2 separate regions of the Mus musculus genome follow, and region 2 is linked to region 1. The links are chromatin contacts, called in public HiCAR-type maps. All regions are on one chromosome and are shown on one strand. Each heading gives the region's core, a stretch centred on a gene start, on an enhancer-like site or on the middle of the called end of the contact. The rest is flanking DNA. Distances are from core to core; before and after follow the strand shown. Region 1 overlaps Fam234b (family with sequence similarity 234, member B). Region 2 overlaps Atf7ip (activating transcription factor 7 interacting protein).

What was found. HiCAR-type assays count read pairs that join an accessible place to other places.
Region 2: a contact with region 1 is called in a HiCAR-type map of astrocytes, with 3 times the contacts expected there. The contact joins two enhancer-like sites. A contact is called at or near these places in 3 of 39 promoter capture datasets (the 3T3-L1 cell line, hippocampal neurons and liver), 1 of 484 Hi-C or Micro-C datasets (B cells), 4 of 115 datasets of contacts at active chromatin or transcription factors (astrocytes, differentiating embryonic stem cells, embryonic stem cells and 1 more) and 1 of 9 other capture datasets (embryonic stem cells).

What each region holds. Positions count from the first base shown.
Region 1 is chr6:135,200,570-135,206,318 of GRCm38.p6, reverse strand. The region is part of intron 1 of Fam234b (family with sequence similarity 234, member B); the gene reads right to left. Among named protein-coding and RNA genes, the nearest start is that of Gm36533, 5.4 kb to the right of the region's middle. Within about 2 kb of position 2,363, at least 35 of the 459 cell types and tissues checked have an H3K27ac peak or open chromatin away from gene starts, as enhancers often do. A contact at or near this core is called in astrocytes, where this site is marked.
Region 2 is chr6:136,541,209-136,546,957 of GRCm38.p6, reverse strand. The region is part of intron 1 of Atf7ip (activating transcription factor 7 interacting protein); the gene reads right to left. Among named protein-coding and RNA genes, the nearest start is that of Atf7ip, 25 kb to the right of the region's middle. Within about 2 kb of position 3,652, at least 216 of the 459 cell types and tissues checked have an H3K27ac peak or open chromatin away from gene starts, as enhancers often do. A contact at or near this core is called in astrocytes, where this site is marked.

The sequences.
Region 1 (5,749 bases), core at 1,114-3,613:
TTCTCCACTTTAAACTATAAAAATTATCATCTACAGCTCCTGCTTGTTATAAGGATTAGGTAAGGGCCATACAAATGGCCCTCAGTGCCTGGATGATGGTCATTATCAATCTGAGCCTCTATTATTATTGCCTAAGTATGTCAACAGCCTTTGACCAGCCTTCTCTTCTCCAGGTTAGACTCCTCCATCTTCTTCACCCCTTGATTTGAAGGAAGAGCTTCTGTGACCCTTCTCTGCACACAGTGTGGCAAGCCCATACTTTCAAAAGTAGGTTTTCTGGAAGTGAACGAAATGCAAGGGTGTGGTCTGGCCACAGGCAGGACAGAACCATGCCATTGCACTCGAGATAATTCACTGTTTCAGTAAACATTGGTAGCTTTCTTGGCAGCCTCACACAGCAATCCTCCTGAAGGTTCCATGGATTCTGAACCACCCTCAGGCCACCCTATCTATCTATCGCCTTACCCCTGGGTTTTGAGCACCAAGTGAAAAATTTAGCAGCAGCATCTACTTCGATCCATCTTGGCAGTCTCTGCCTCCCAAGGTTCCCAAAGAAACACAACTGCCCGACTGAAACCACTGGCAAGACCCAGTGAACAGACCGACTGAGAGGTTATTTGCTTTTACCATGAATCTTAAACTCTGCTGGGAAAGAAGAGGCCCTGGTACCACACGCTACAGAAACGTAGACAATGATAATGAATCTATAAAAAATAATTAGTGGATGTTCTTTTATAGGAATACGAACTTCTAATTAGTAATGTCCTGGGAGGTGCTTCTGTCATTGAACCTTCCTTAAAACCAGAAGAGAGGAGGAAGACAGAAAAAGAGTAAGAGTAGGGGGAGGGAGGCGGTAAGGAACCGAGGGAGAATGCAATACATTCCCAACACACAGTGTATGGACAGTTGCTGCTGAATTCGGGAAATTCTGTCTCCTAAAATAACAGGAGATGCACACGTCAGTACTTGAACAATGATCTCGGAGTCCACGATTCTGCGGAGAATTGATAATGATGATGACAACGACGATACTGGCGTAAGAATTGAAAATGTCTCAACTGCCTAGCATCCTCAGCACTGACCCAAACCTCCTGGGTGTCTTAATTCATCAAATCCTCATGATGACCCTACATGGGGGGGGGGGGGGGGCGTGTCTAATACCTATTTTATCAACAAAAGAATTGAAACACTGAGGTAATTTGCCTAAGACCTCAGGACCTAGGGAGAAGCAACGCCCAGGGCTCACACCCAGGCATCAGAGAGAAGAGCCCACTTGTTCTAACTGATAAGACCCTTCCTTGTCTCATGAATGTGTAAACCAACCAATAATTTCATCCCTGAGAAAAAGAAAGTCTAGGGTCACAGGAACACCTATGAGCCCTGTCTCACAAAACGTGACAAAAAGCAGAGTCACAAAAACAAACAAAAAAACAAAAGTGCGGGAGATGATTTCTACAAGACTAAAGCTGCCCAGTGGTTAGAGCGTAACTACAGGCATGGCAGTCCTGAAGAGGCTGGTTGCTGTGGCAGAGACCAGCTGGGAGCCAGAAACCAGACAATAACTCAGAGGATTCCATACAAAATACCGCTAAGCTGTGCAAAACAACCATAACCTTGGCTGGAAAACTTGGCTGGCCTAGAATTGGTAGCAACTGAAGCATAAGCTAGGAAACTGGTACACACCCGCAGTCCTCACACTTCAAGTTGAAGCAGGAGGACCAGAGCCCTCATCTGGAAATGAGTCGCAGGCCAGCCAGGGCTACATAAGATCCCGTCTCAAAGACAAAACAAAACAAACGCCTGGGTGTGAGAAGCAGAGTCAAGGGGATTGCCACAAGTTCCAGGCCAACCTGAGCTACATAAAAGGCCAGCCCAAGCTCTACAGGGAAAAATGTCTTAAAAATAAAGGATGTCAGGCAAGGTGGTATACACCTTTAATCCCAGTATTCAGGAGGAATGACAGTGGGGACAGGGACAGTGACTCTCTCTGAGAAAAGGCTAGCCAGGTCTACATAGTGACACTTAGTCTTAAAATCAAAACAAAAACAGAGTAAAGGAAACAAAAAAGAGCCCAGACCTACTTTCACAACTCAAGCAACAAAGGCTAAGTGTGAAGTTCTTAGGTAGGAGATTTAAAACCAGCACACAAATGCTCTCTCAGCACAACTCTAAGCCCCGCATTCTGCCTGGACACAGACAGCAGAGGAAGTGCATTGCTGGGAAGGGGATCTGTGCTCCGAATCCTCCTTAAATCCTAGCTTCCAACTGCCCCAGCTCCCTGCCTTGGCAAACTCTGCTCCCTACTCAGCCAGGAACCCAAAGTAACACAGCTACCCCATCCAAACAGGAGCAGCCTGGAGAAAGGAGCCAGTATTAGTATTCACGCCATAAGACACCAAAGAGTTCTACAAACACCCGAGAGGCTACAGCACAATACTGTGAGCAAACTGAGAAAAAGAAAACTTCAGTGGAGGAGGAGCAAGTAGGGACATAGCTCAGCCCTTGCCCAGCGGGCCTGAGGTCCTGGGTTCCACCCTCAGCGCAGCTACCGGAGGAGGGCACACCAACCCCACAGTCAGGTGAGAGAAATATTGAGCACTTTATTTCCCAGTAAATTCCAAAAAATTGAATACCGTCTTTTCTGAAATAAGGAGAGGTTAAAAAAAAAAAAAGATGAGCTACTTCTAAGAAGCAACCACAACTCAGGAGATGAAAAGTCAACTATCAGGAGTCAAGAAAACAATGGGTAAGGGGGGGAAACAACAAAGCAAATTTAGAAAAGACATTCTTACTGTCTGGCACCCCCAGTCTCCATACTCCGTAGGCTGAGGCAGGAGAATCATAAATTTAAAGGCTACATGGTTAGGACTCTGTGTCAAAAAAAAAAAAAAAAAAAAAAAAAAGTCAACAACATCAACAAAAAAAAAATCATAGAATCATCAAAAAAGAATAGATATTTCTGAAAGCTGACATAGATAATGACTACTGCAAACCTACCTAAATTAAATGGCTAACAAAGCTAGCCATTCCTTCTGGGCACTTTGAATATCTCCCCTCAGGAAACTATGTAGCAGCTTTCAGACAGAAATGCCTCCCACTTTCCGGAGGAGGAAACTGAGGCTGAAGCATTTGGAAAATTGGCCCACATAGCTAAAGAGCAAGTAAGTTCGAAGCAAGGCAGTCGCCTCCCTCCTCCCTCACGCCTCTGCTCCAGAACTCAGCGGCAGGGGGTTGGGTAGGGGGCTGCCTGGGATTCCAGGCCAGTTTAGGCTGTTTAGTGAATTTCAGACCAACCGGCTTTAAAAAAAAAGACCCTGTCTGAAAACACTCAATCCAGGGCTGGAAACATGTCTCAACAGTTAAGCACATACATGCCTCCCCCAGGGAACAGGAGCTCAGTTGCCATGTGTTTTAGGCAGTTGACAACTGCCTGTAACTCCAGGGCCTGACGCCCTCTTCTGGCCTCTACAGACACTGCACTCACATGTATAAACCCACACACACATACGCACGTGATTTTTAAAATTTTAAAAACCTCAAACCGAACAAAATAACAAGAAACTGACCAATGCAGAGATATGTATAGCTGAAGAGGAAAGAAGATGGGCCTGGTACTTAGAGGAGATGCAAAAGGAGACAGAGAGCGCCTGTGATAGGCAAACCTCACTGCAGCATAAATGGAGCCCAGGGCCCAAAGAGAACCGGGTGCAGAATAACCATCACTGAGCATTCTCATAAAACCGTAAGACTTCAAGAAGAGCAAAGGAATAGCATGCCCTCTAGGCTTAGGGGGAATCAAGTCCTAAGCATGACAGAAGGCAAACTAGCAGCTGCTACAGTGAAGCACCTAATTCAGTAGGTTCAAGAGTTTGAGGATAGCCTGGAAAACAGACAGTGAGATGGCTCAGTGGGTGCCAATCTTGACAATCCCCAGGACCTTGCAAGTTATCCTCTGCCTTCCACATGTGTGCCACACATGCATGCCCCTTGCCACCATCACACATGTGCATGCACACACACACACACACACACACACACACACACACACATTTTATAACCTTTTACTAGGCTAATTTCCCCTACTTGTGGTAACACATGCCTATGATCACAACACTTAGGAGGTGGAGGCAGGGAACCAGGCCTTTACAATCGATCTCTGCTGTATGGTGAGTTCCAGACCAGCCTGGGCTACATGGATAGTGGGAAGAGCGTAATAGAACTACAAAGTCCTCAGGGGAAGAACTTACAGTATAAAGTTCAGGGCCTCTGAAGTATGAAGTAAGCACCCCAGAACCTAGAGCCACCATTGTCTGCTGCCTTTAAAGATCCCAGAAGATTGGGATAGATCCAGACCAACCTTCGGAGCATAAATATTTGCATTTACACTAACACAGAGAGTATGAAAACAAACATCTTAGTTACTACAGACTGCAAATTCTGACTAGGCCAAGGTTTTTTCTATCCACAGAAAGATAACAGAAATGGGCAGAACAACAAGTCCCTGACTGGCCTTAGGCCATACTCAGGTCAGACATGAACCTGTGCTTCACAGTCTAGGACCCAGACTCACTCTGAGTCTGCTGCTTCCAGTGAGCACAGGTGGTGTGTGTGTGTGTGTGTGTGTGTGTGTGTGTGTGTGTGTGTGTGTGTAGTATGCACATGCGAGGTGTGATGTATATACAAGTGTGTGTGTGTTGTAATTGTGGTACACATGTATATGGTATGTTCGTATGTGTGTGTATGGTGTGTGTTACACACACACACACACATAATGATATATATGTGCAGTGTGTGTATATGTATGTATGGTATGTATATACATGGTATATACATATGTGCAGTGTGTATGTATGTGTATGTATATAGATGGTGTATATGTATGTATAGTGTATGTGTGTGTCTCTGAGAATGGTAGGTGTATAGTATATGTATAATGTATATACGCTGATGTGTGTACACATACCAGAAGAGGATGCCAGGAATCCTGTTGTATTGTTCTCCACTTTCTATTCTTAGAGAAAGATCTCACACTGAACCTAAACTAGGTTAGAAGCTAGCAAGTACCAGCAATCTTCCCTTTTCTACCCACTGCAGCACCGGGGCTACCAGGAACACGTGTGGTCATGGCCAGCTTTTTATGTGAGTGCCAGGAGGAATTCAAGCTCAGTTCCTCGGGTGTGTACAGTGACTGCTCTTACCCACTGAGCCATCTTCCCAGGCCCCAGTTTTCAGTCAATGAAATGTCTGCAAGGAGGCACTGGAGAGATGACTTAACAGCTGAGAGCATGCACTGTTCTTGCAGAGGACCTGCACTGAATCCTTCGCACTGACGTGAAGCAAGCTCCTGTACCTCTAGCTCCAGAGGGGATGCTATGCCTCCAGCCAGCAGGGGCCCCTTGCAAACACATGAACATGCCCATACAGATGCTCGCGCACACACGGGCACATGCACGAGCACATGCTCACATACACACTCTCACACACATTTATGTAATTAACTGTTTTATGTCTGCAAAGAATATAGGAGAAGACACTGGTTTCATAACACATAGATATAAAAGCTTTCTGGAGCCTGCTTTGTCTCCTAGGAGGCTGAGATAGTGACTCAAGTGTCCCTGCATGGTGCGGAGGAAGCATGCCTATGAAGGGAAGCAGCTGTGCTGTGCCCAAATGTCCTTAGGGAGATACACTGAAATGTGTGCTACCCTGTGACACCCGGCACCACAGCATATACGGTAACCTACACGTG
Region 2 (5,749 bases), core at 2,403-4,902, 1.3 Mb before region 1:
TGCCCAAAATGCACACATTTCTTCCTAAAATCTATAGATGAAATAAAAAAAAAATCTATTAACAACACAGAATGATAGGGAAATATATAGAATCATATATATAGTCAAGTGTAAAATTCTTATAAATATACCAATAAATATCAATAGTGAGCTCACATGTGGTAATAAATATTTTATAAATTCAGTAACAACAACAACAAAAAAAAAAACCACACAAATAAAACCATATATACCGGCAGGATAAGAGGAAGATTATCTATTAAAACAAAGAACAAAACTCAGAATAAAGAGGGAATTTGTAAAAAAACAAAACCTACCAGCAAAGCACTAACAATATATCCTAAGTAATTCTGCAAAGCTAGTCATAAGAGAACTGAGAGCCCACATCAGTGGAGGTGCAGGGATCCTAGCACAGAAGAAGAGGCAGGCAGGTATCTGAGTTCCAGGCTAACCGCTGTCAAACCATGAGAAGATAAAGGGAAATGGAGCAAGCAGCGTGCAGAGAAAGCAGAACACACTAACAGAAATGTGAAAGACACACATTTAAGAAAATCTACTTGTCTCAAGTATTCAGGTAAATTATAGATCATCAATGGAGCACCAGAAAGAACTGAAGGCTTTTAATTTACTATAAACTCAAGATCTGGGCTGGTAAGATGTCTCAGCAGGTAAAGGCTTTCATAATCTGATGACCTGAGTTTAATCCACAAAACCGGGGGGGGGGGGGGGGGGGTGTGTGTGGGGGGGGGGGTGTGGGATATGACTTTTAAAAGTTGTCCTCTGACCTCTACACAGGCATCATGACATACACTCTCTCAACAAATAAATGTACAACCAAACTTAAAACCTTCAACAGCACAAAATGGCTACCAAAACAAAGTTAAGCCACAGAACAGAAAGATAATGTCAAGAAATATAAAGTTCCTAGCGCTTCAGGGTAGCAGGTTGACTAAACATTAGAGACAGTCTTATAATACCTAAAACCTAAACATGAGAATGCCCACCCTGAAGAACGCCCTGAACAACATGTTGTAAGAGGAAGAGTTGTGGCAAATGGAGAATATTTAGCCTAGGAAACACACGGTATCTTACTGACTTCAGGAACACAGACATGGGACAGATGGAATTGAAGAGCTATGAGGACAGCTAACTTTGTATAAAGCACCAATCTGTCTGCCCCATGCCTGACAGTAACAGACTAAAACCGGAGCAGCTGCCTCGGCTTCTAACCCCGTTGGCCATGAAAAGGCAGCTGCAGGACCAGAGGATTCCCTGTCTGTGAGGAACCTAAGCAACAACGCCCATACAGGCGCTCCAACTACTCCAATCTGCCTAAGCCATTTCCAAGAGTCTATGGTTCTATGGTTCTAAGTGATCGTATTGCTGTACAGGAAACAGAACTACATACTTTGCCTACATAGTTTGGCTGTTTATCCTTCAGAGTCTCACCGACGGCCCAGGCTGCCATGAACTAACTCATTCTCTAGTCCGGGCTGGACTGAAGTTAGTGGGGATCCTGCCTTAGCCTCTAGTGTGCTGACATTACAGGTCGGAGCCACTCCCAGATTCCCTCGTCTCAAAGATTGGACACTTTCACCTTTGCCTTGCATATTTCCTTTCAGGTTCATCTATACACAGAATCCCCATCTTAATTTGCTATGGCTTGGCCCTCAACTTTTAACAGCATTCAATAAATTACTTAGTTTGAGTTCAATAACCCTCTCCTTTTCATATGCATAAATACCACTCCATTGGCCAGTCCAACATTTTCCTAAAACATAATGGCTCAAAATACATGGGAACATTTCCCAAATGTTTCAGACATCTTTGTCCAGCAACATTAACAAAATTATAACCTTCTTCCCATCTACCTCAAAATTACTCAAAGCTGATTTGTATTATTATTGTAATCATAGTGAAACAGAATTAAAACAAACAAACAAAAAACATACGTTTCTGTACTTTACAGACTTATACGTTAAAACAGTATTAATGAGCAAAACTGTCAAAAGACAACAGTTAAGTCCACACTCGGGGAACATGGCAATACTCTACCATAGCTAGCTAGCTCTTTACATGCATAACCATAAAGTAATAGTGACCAGCTACCTTTCAGAAGCTAGCGAACTGGAAACACCACCTAATTACACTTTAAGGCTGTAGGAAAAGCCTAGTGTTTACCTGCTAGATAGAGGAAGACACAAAAGAGGGTGGCCTGCTGGAGCATTTTCCTCTGTGTCCCTAAGTTGGCATCACTACTTCACATCTCCTCCTACTTACACCTATTCCACAAATACAATTACAACAATTTAAAATACCTAATCTCTGTATGACATTAATAAACACATGTGCATTTCTTCACAAACATACATCTTTCTATCTTTGTAGTAATTATATAAACCTCTATTATACATATATTTTTATTTCCACAGGATGTAATATTTCAGGTATATAACACAAGAAAAACAATGCCTGTGTACCATTGGTCAACTTACGAAATAAAGTATTAGATATAATGGAATTCTTAATTAATACATATTAAAATTGTGATAAATTTAAATATTTGGAAATTAATTTATTATGTGGAGTGAAAACGATACTATCAACTCTGTATAAACATCTATTGTTTAACATGTCAGTCAAATGTGAATGCATAAGCAGTCTGATCTAAATGCTGACCTCTGTTAAATGCACACTAAAACTTTGCAGTGAGTTAGTTATGGTAAGAATGCCATTTCTCCTCATACACCAGTTGGTGCTGATATAACTGAGGACATGGTAACAGGCTATAGTGGCTGATTCATATGTAATATAAATTAGTAATATCCACATGAAGCTCACTTCATTTATTAATTAGTTCATTTCACTTCAAATGTGAATTTACAATGACATCTCTTTAAAAGACTAAATCCAAATAAGGCTCTCAAAATCTCCTGAATATTAACACTAATAATCTACCAATCCTGTCATTACTATAGCTGGGGGAAAAACAAACAAACAAACAAACAAACACCCAAAGGCAGAGAGACAGCTGGAGCACCTATGATGAGGAGCTGTCCCAGAGAGGGGACCTGAATCTCTTCCCTGGGGGCAGCTTTGTACTTCACTTAAGGCAGTGCAAACTTTAAAATCTAATGAGACTTCTTGAGTTTAAGTTTCTTATTTGATTCATATTCATTTTTAAAAACTCAGGAACACAATACAATAGTTGGCTAAGTGTTGTGATTCCCTTTGTTGTTTCACATTTGTTGAGTAGTTTGCGTAGCAAACATCCCATTAATATCCCATTAACCACGAAGCCAAAAAGCTGTTATTCAATGTATCAGTGATGCTCACGGGGCACAAGAGCTCTTATCTTCAAAAGGACCGTTTGCAGTGAAGATGCCTAGAATCTGGATTCTCTGTGCCACTCTCTATCCAGGCAACTATGGGGTCTGCAGCAACTGTTCGAAGTTAAGTGCCTCCCACCTATTACTAATGGTGTCAGTCTCTAAGAGCCGAACTTAAAGCTTAAAACACACAGTTGCTCTCGTCATCCACGGCACTGCCAGTGCTGGAGTCTCATTACTGGGACACTAAGGCTTCAACCCTTCACTGTCAGCCCACACATTCCAAAGAGGAAGTCCAGGACACGTGTTATCTGCTGCCACTGCACAGGCAGACTGCAGTTCCAGCTAGCTGGCGCCAGTAAGAACAATTTACATAAATAAAGCAGTCCTTTCTTCATGGCTGGAGAGAAAGCCCTTCCATTAGTTCTCCAGCAGGCACTGGCTGGTTCTAGAAGCCATCTAGCTAGCTAGCCACTAAAAGAATTCAATTCCCAGAAAAAAAACAAAAGCAACTTCTACCGAAACTCAACCCCTGCCACATGAAACAATTTAACCCCCCCCACTAAATTTTTTAAATCCTTAGCTTACTTGGTCACAGTCTAATATATATGTATATATAAAATTTAATATTTTCTAATTATAAATCATTACAACCATAAATTATAACTCATTAAATAAAAGCTATCTTCACTCTAATATACAATTATGTTTCCAAGTTTTATTAATGAATAAATATAAATTTTTGCAAGCAAACTTGCTGTTAGACATATTCACTGAATAAAACGCACATCCTCATGTACCATTATTATGATGGTCAAATAATTCAACATATTTACTAACACCAACTAACATTAGTAAAGTATGTTCTTTCTTCCTACCAAAACAAAGACATATTGAATTACAAATGTCAGTGCCACAATTCCTGTCAAAATTATGTGGCTGATTTATCATTTCAATTTCCTCATGTGCAAGCATCAAGTCACTACTGGTGATTGTGGGTACCTGGTTTAAACTGTTTTGGCTAATTTATGATTTACTGATACAAATTCTGCAACTCCATTTACTTGGCTTTACCCTATGTTAAAAGTACAGACAACCTAAACTATAGCCAAATCCACAGCCTAGTTCTACATTCAAATTAACAAACTAGAAAATACTTAAAATTCTAGGGATGACTTCAAAATACATTTTTATTTTTAGATTTATTCTTATTATTTTAGATTACCTGTCTGCATGCATTTTGCACATGGGTAGGTTCATGTAAATGCTAGCTGCACACAGAGGCCTGATGTGTCAGATCTCTCTGGAGATGAAGGCAGTTGTGAGTGAGCTCCCTGAAGTGGATGCCAGGAACTGCAAGAGCAGTAAGCTCTCCTAAGCTGCTGAGCCATCTCCTATAACCATGTCTCTAGTTTTATCCTAATTTTTAACTTATTTAAGTCACCCTTTATATAGTAATGAGACTCTAAATATGAATAAAGAAGTACTATTGTATAAACAGTAAATCGGAATCTTCAATATGCAGACAATTATAACTGTCCCCTGTGAAAGAGAATAACTGAAAGGGAATGGATAAATTCTTCTCAGACAACCACACTGTCCTCTCAAGACCTGTCCACCATGCCCATTACACCCCAGCAGACAAAATGACAGTAAAATACAATGCAATTTCAGAATTAACCATACACTTAATATTGGGGAGGGGGGCACACAGCTCTAAACACCAGATTCTTAAGTACCACATTCATCAGAAAGGCTCAAGAGCTGCAAAGAGAGCTTAGAAGGCTTTACAGCGTCATAATCACTGCTCTACTGCTGTGAAGAGAGACACCATGACCAATGCAATAAGACAAAGAAAGCATTTAATTGGGGGCTGGCTTACAATTTCAGAGGTTTAATTCATTATCATCACGGTGGGAAGACTAGCAGCAGGCATGGCAGGGATGGCGCTGCAGAAGCAGCTGAGAGCCACATCCGGATCCACAGGTAGAGACGGAGACACTGAGTTTCCATGAGCTTTTGAATCCTCAAAGCCCACTCTCCTCATGCTACACTTCTCCAACAATGCCACACATACAAACGGAGCCACTCCCTGGTGACTAAGCATTCAAATACATGACTCCATGGCCATTCATTCTTATTCAAACCACCACATTCCAGTCCCTGGCTCCTATAGGCTTATAGCCATATCATAATGCAAAAATGCATTCAGTCCAATTTCAAAGATCACCCTAGTCTATGATGCCACTCTCCATACTGTTTAAATGTCAAAAGTCTCTGAGACTGATGGCACTCTCTTAACCATAACCCCTGTAATCAAAAATCAAAATCAAAAAGTGGGTCACATACTTCCAACATATAATTGCTCAGAATATACATAATCATTCCAAAGGGAGGAAAGAGAACATAATGAGAAAATA